Regions from separate parts of the Gossypium hirsutum genome. Here region 2 is linked to region 1. A link is a contact called in public Hi-C data. All regions are on one chromosome and are shown on one strand. The core of a region is the stretch at or near the end of the contact, and the rest is flanking DNA. Distances in the headings are between cores, read along the strand shown. Region 1 holds the start of LOC107961971 (homeobox-leucine zipper protein MERISTEM L1). Region 2 holds the start of LOC107961975 (polyadenylation and cleavage factor homolog 4).

Region 1 (3,200 bases), core at 389-2,888:
ATAAGCAGATTAGAGCTCCTGATTTTCACCTATATATGGAAATATACCTTCATTTGGGTGCGCTTGTTTTGGAACCAAAACTTGACTTGAAGAGGTTCTAACCCTAGCTCACGGCCAAGCTCCTTCCTTTGCTTATCATCAGGGTGAGGGCACTCCTTAAAGAATCTGAGCAACAAAGTGTCAAAACAATCAATTCCCCAAAGAAGAACTAGTCATGTTAATATTTCTTATCTTTAAGTAAGAGGAAAAAAAAAACTTACGCTTCCATCTCCTGGATTTGACGCTGGGTATGACGATGATAACACTTCATTTTAGGGCGTTGGTCAGGATCTTGATCATCTCCAGAGGGAGCATCCATAGTTTCAGTGACTGATTTGATCTCATAATCATCATCCCTGACCTTCCCCATTAGTTCACTTTCCGAGGTCTTATGAGACATGTCGAACATATGGGGACTCTCAAATAAGTTGGGGCTAAACATGTTAACAAAGTGCTCGAATGTCGACGGTATGGATATTCTGGGTTCTGCCGAGAGAACATACACAAATCAAGCAAACTAAAATAAAGGGGGAAAAGGGTTAAATAAACTGTAGAACAGTAACGAAAGACACAAAATGTAAATACAAAGAAGTCATAAAGAAGGTTAAAAAAGTCAAAACCAGTGCATGACAATCGAATCGTCGAAACATTTGGAAGGCAAATAAACAGTGGAGCTGTAAACCATATACCATCTCTCTTTCAAAGAAAAAAAGTTTTAGTTCGCTTATCGAGAAGGATTTTTCTTTGAATATCTTAATAACCAACTGCTACTATATTTAAAGGTAGCATATACTTCGAAGATTAAAATGATGGATTAGTCGAAAGCTTATCGTAATCTATTCCCATGGGAAAAGTGAAAGAACCTCGGAGAAATAAAAAGAGCAGCAAAAGTTGGGGAAAAAAAGGAGGAAAGAAATTACCTTATATATGGATTATTTGGAGGAGGAGACTAAGAGCTTAGGGCAACTATTTTCTTGTCTTAAATGCAGTGGTAAGTTGGTCACTAGAAATCTCATGTTGGGAGACATAGATAGCCGATGACCTTTAAAACCCTAACCAGCAGCAATACATGCTACACATATCAGTCTCTTGCTTGTTAGATTCTTGGCCCCGGTTTCCTATATTGGTGGTATTTAGGTTGATTTTGATAGAAAGTCCCCACAAACCAAAGATTACAAACACTTTTTGCACTCTCTCTTGATTCTCAGCAAAGCTTTATAAGCGAATTTATGAAAGAGAGAATGGCAAATGTTGTGAACACAGATCGGGTGCTATAAACAAGCTGGTCCAGGGAAAGAAATAGGTTTTGTGAGTAGAGACTTTTTAAAGGGCCGTATAGGCAAAACAAAAGAAAACCCTTTTGAACATTGTTGAGAAAGATTAATGAAAGGAGGCTTTAGGGTGGTTTTTAAGAGTTTGGGGTCACTGGTTTGACAGACCTACCTTGAGAGAGAATAGGGTTAAAGTCTAGAGAGAGAAAGGGGTTTGAAGTTCCTAGGGGGGGTTGAGGAAAATGAAGAGAATTGAAGAAACAGGTGGAGAGGATGTGGCAGCTAAGGAGTTAATAGCAGAGCCCATCGAGAGGGTGCAATAGCATTTATGGTGGGTGAGAGGTGTAATTGCGAGTGATAGAAATAAAAATTATAGAAAGAGAAAAACATCTCCCCTTCCCTACCCTTTCTTTAAATTAACTTTGTAAGCTTTCAACTAGTTTTCAGTGTCTCAGCTCCAATATTGATAGGTTTTACTAATAAGCATGCAGGTATAGGATATATATATATTTGTAGATAAAAGAAGTTAAATATATTTACTAATAACAGGACTTATATCTAATATCAATACTGTCTTGTAAAATTTTCATCTCAATCAACTTGGAGCAACATCATAAATTCTCAAATCAAGAGAAATATTTCTTCCTAATATTGTCATGAAATCTGCAACAATATTCACTGTGTACACATATAGTATAAAAAGTTTAAATTTTTCATAAGATAAAAGATATAATTGATATCTCACAAGTTTAAATCATAACGACTACTTTCAAATATTTATTGTTTTGTTTTGGAATTAAATATTTGCTTTATATATGGTTGAATATTATACTAATTAATTTCCCCATCAAATTACATGAAAAGCAAATTAGAGCTGCTGCTAGAATAACTGAAATATATTTAATCTTTCGGCTTGCTCTCAAATCTTCCAAGAAATTATTGAGTCTGAAGGATACAGGCTATGATCTGCATTTGCAGATTTCAGACGCATTATATATCATGTCCATGCATGCATGCCTACCAAAATCTATGTGGTGCAATTCTCATAATTGCTAACCAAATTTAATCTCGTCTCTTCCTTTTGACATATATGCATACATATAATCATATCCGGTCGGTATATGAATTAATTCAACTCATCTGTGATCTGTTTTATGTATTTATTTACTTTTATTGCATTAATTATCGACATTGAAAGGGTATTGCAGATTGCACAACCAACAGCTAAAAGAATAGTACAACTTTAACGTTTTTTTCCTTTCATATTTGACATATTACCCAAGATTTTGTTATAATATTGTGCCTGGGTAGCTCCTTTGCATTAGCTACCTAACTACTCTAACATTTATTATCTTTCATTATTTTTTCTAATAACAAGTAATTCATTCTTTTATTTTTTTGATGGGACATGAACTTTAAAGTGATTCATTAAATAAAAGTACCATATTCCGTATACGATTAAACATTTACATTTTTCTTTGTAACCATGCTTGAATTCAAAATAGCAAGCTTATTTGGTCATGTATCTAAGGGTGTAGGCCAAACATTTTGTTGCTCATTCTTCTTTTGCTCCTTAGACATGCTTCTTCTGCTGCTCTCCTTGAGACATGTATTCAATTATTTTCTCACTAACATTTGTTTACGGTAAATGTTAAAATCTCATTTCCTTCTCCTTAAACCACCGAAACAAAAAGAGTTTAGGTCTGAAGAATAGATTCATGATGAAATTGTTACTACAAAAGTTCGGTGAGGAAAGTTTGAACAAACGATTAATAACTCAAACAGAAAACGAAGAAATAGGACAAGGCTCCAAAGCATGTATCAAACCACTATCTTTAAGGATCTAATCGTCCCACCTATACTTGGTGTGCAAATGAGTTTCAAGCAAAT
Region 2 (3,200 bases), core at 451-2,950, 240 kb before region 1:
TTCACTAACTTTAACTTGAATTTGTCTAGTGGACTTATTTCTTTATTTAAGGAATTTGTTGATCCTTTAACAGGAGCTCAATTAACCTATTCCATCTATAATAAAGATTCTTTCTTATTCAACCAAAGACAAGATTCTAGGACGAAATTTTTCGAGAAAATGGGGAATGGTACATGCACACATGGGGTGAAATTTATTAAATTCAATTCACTGAAGCTGTCAATTTTCTAAGTTTGGAAAATTAGCCTACTTGCGACAACTTTTTGGATGAAATTCAGGAATTTCTAGGTTGAGATATCTTCATAGCATTTGAAGATCTATCTCGTAGCTTCACAATGTACTTTGAATCACTCAATTTCGAGTTTAGGAGCTCAAGTTATGACCGTTTTAGTGAATGTATGAGCAGAATTTTTGGACGGGATTATTACGAAAATTACGAATTTTAGGCTTTTAATTTGAGTTTAAATCATATTGGATTCAATTTTTAGGCTTAAATTTTATTATATATGAGCTCAATTATATTTACTATGTTTTATTATTTTATTGTTTATTTATTCTGAATTTTGGATATTTGAAGATTTTAAATTAATTAGGAGTTTTATATTTCTTAATCAACAAAAAAAATTAGTTTAAAACTACTTCTTTAGATTAATTAAAGTTTTAGTATATTGAGTTTAGTCCAATCCAATACATGTTTTTTATTTCTTAAAATAAATATTATTAATAAATTAATTTAACCAGATAAATTAAAATTTCAATTAAATAATTTTATCAGCCCAAACCTAATACCGTTGAAGTCATGATTACTTTATTGTAAAAGAATTTATGAGAAAATATATTTAATTTCTATATTCAACAGATTCATAATGATTAATTAATTTAATTCTATTTTCAAACTTTTCAATAAATAATAATTCACAAAACTTAAAGTAATTTTCAAATTATATTTATATTTAGTGAAAAAACATATTTATTTCTAAAATTTTTTTAACTTTATCATTTCTATTCTTTTCTATTCATTTGATTTATAATTTAACTTTTTTAAAAAAAAACTGAAATATAAAGAACAAAGCAAATAATAAAAAAATTAAATAAAATGTGAATTGAATAGTAGGTGAGTCGTATACAACTTGTGCTGATTCTTGAATTGACAATAATTCCGATTTTTATTCTTGGAGTTGGATAATCTTTACCCATGTTACTTATTAAAAAAAACCTTCAACAATGTATGCTTTTATATTATTGTATTGAGTATAAGATTGATATGTTTTTAAGTAATAACGTAACGATGTCTTGGTATTGATTAAGGTAGATACTTTAAGTCTTTAAACATTTAGATTTTAATTTCATTATATGTAATTATAATGTGTAAGTCTTCAATTTTATGTTTGTCCGAATTCCTTTTAGTATTTTTAATTCTTCACTTATTACATTTTATAATGGTTTGATTCTAGGTTATAATTACTCACTCCAGCTTATTATTGTATTCCATTTGTAACTGTAAAAAACTTTAAAAAGAAAAGTTTTCAAGCGATGATAACCGTCGGATTTACTTGACCTTTAGATTTAGCATTATTCTCTGTATCCCTGCTCACGGATAATCAGAGTATCTAAGCTTCTTAAAAGCCTCCACGTCAATGGAAATCTTGTGGGCCCCATATTTACCATAAAAAACTTCATTTTATTTCAACCGTGGATTAAACCAAATCTAGGAAGTCCTTTTTTTTTTTTTAATAATTATTATCTTCCCTCGTCTCAGCGAAAAAAAAATAAAGAAAAAAAGGGAAAACGAAGAGTACCAGACTCTCGTGTTTGTAACACACTAAAACAGCATCTGTTTATTGTTCGATGCTGGCAACAAAAACCCTAATTTAATCAGCATCGATTCACGATGGGCCGCAAGCCCTAATACCTTTACCGTTTCGGCTACTTTTTCTCTGATACATGTATGGAATCAGAGAAAATCCTACTTTCCTGAGAAAACCCTAGAAAATTTTCATCTTTTTCCTAAACCAATAGCAACAGTAGCAATAGCAGCATGGCCATATCCAATGAACTAGCCCAAAAGCAACTACCGTCGATATCGGAACGGTTCAAGGCTTTATTGAAGCAACGGGAAGATGAGCTCAGGGTTTCCGGCGGTATTGCTGATGATGATGGGGCAACGCCGACTACGGAGGAGATTGTTCAGCTTTACGAGGTTGTGTTATCGGAACTAACTTTCAATTCGAAGCCCATAATTACTGATCTCACGATCATTGCCGGTGAACAGCGAGAGCACGGCGAAGGCATTGCCGATGCTATTTGCGCACGAATTATTGAGGTTAGTTAAAATTAGGTTTTCCGTTGTACCTGCCAAGTAATTTGAACATTTAAAATTTTAATTTCAAATTTATTGCTTTCAGGTTCCAGTAGAGCAAAAACTTCCTTCGTTATATCTATTAGATAGCATTGTAAAAAATATTGGCCGAGAATATGTTAGATATTTCTCTTCCCGTTTGCCAGAGGTGAGTCATTGCCAATCTTTTTGATGAAGTTCTTTTCTTTGCTATTAGCTTGATATAGGTTATCTTATTTTATTTTATTTTTCATTCTTAGGTATTTTGTGAGGCATACAGGCAAGTTAATCCTAACTTGCATCCTGCAATGCGACATCTATTTGGCACATGGTCAACAGTTTTTTCGCCTTCTGTGCTAGGTAAAATCGAGATGCAATTGCAATTTTCTCAAACGGGGAACCAACAATCTTCTGGAGTAACTTCCTTGCAGTCTTCTGAATCACCTCGTCCAACACATGGCATACATGTTAATCCTAAGTACTTGCGGCAGTTGGAACAACAGTCAGGTGCAGATAGTGTAAGCTTTCTAATGGAAAACTCTGTTCTTCACATCCTCTATTTCATTGGAATAAATGCTCTGTTCTGTAGTCTTATGCACATTCACTATTTAGGATATCATCGCAAATCATGTTCTTTTGAGAATTTGTTTGAATCAGATGTTGCTAGCAGTTATAGATCCTTCTGGACAGAATTGCTTTTGGTACTGAAGGACAGTTGCAAGCTGAATTGGATTTTGATCACCAGGGATAGGCTGGATTGAGGGGTAGAGTTGCCAGAATGTTAATGACAATTGATATATTAGGATTTCTTTCGGTTAAGTTATTTGCTGAAATTACTTGGAGCATCATTATGAGATCAGAG

The links. Hi-C and Micro-C count contacts between places; a contact is called where the count stands out from the background.
Region 2: a contact with region 1 is called in a Hi-C map of leaf, with 2.2 times the contacts expected there. The contact joins the promoter of LOC107961975 here to the promoter of LOC107961971 in region 1. A contact is called at or near these places in 3 of 34 Hi-C or Micro-C datasets (leaf and seedling).

The regions. Positions count from the first base shown.
Region 1 is chrA06:115,842,683-115,845,882 of Gossypium_hirsutum_v2.1, reverse strand. LOC107961971 (homeobox-leucine zipper protein MERISTEM L1) reads right to left here and starts at 1,638. Exons shown (of 12, transcript XM_016898160.2): 1 at 960-1,638; 2 at 261-525; 3 at 48-165. The coding sequence starts at 481.
Region 2 is chrA06:116,084,425-116,087,624 of Gossypium_hirsutum_v2.1, reverse strand. LOC107961975 (polyadenylation and cleavage factor homolog 4) reads left to right here and starts at 1,700. Exons shown (of 7, transcript XM_016898169.2): 1 at 1,700-2,323; 2 at 2,406-2,507; 3 at 2,599-2,856. The coding sequence starts at 2,039.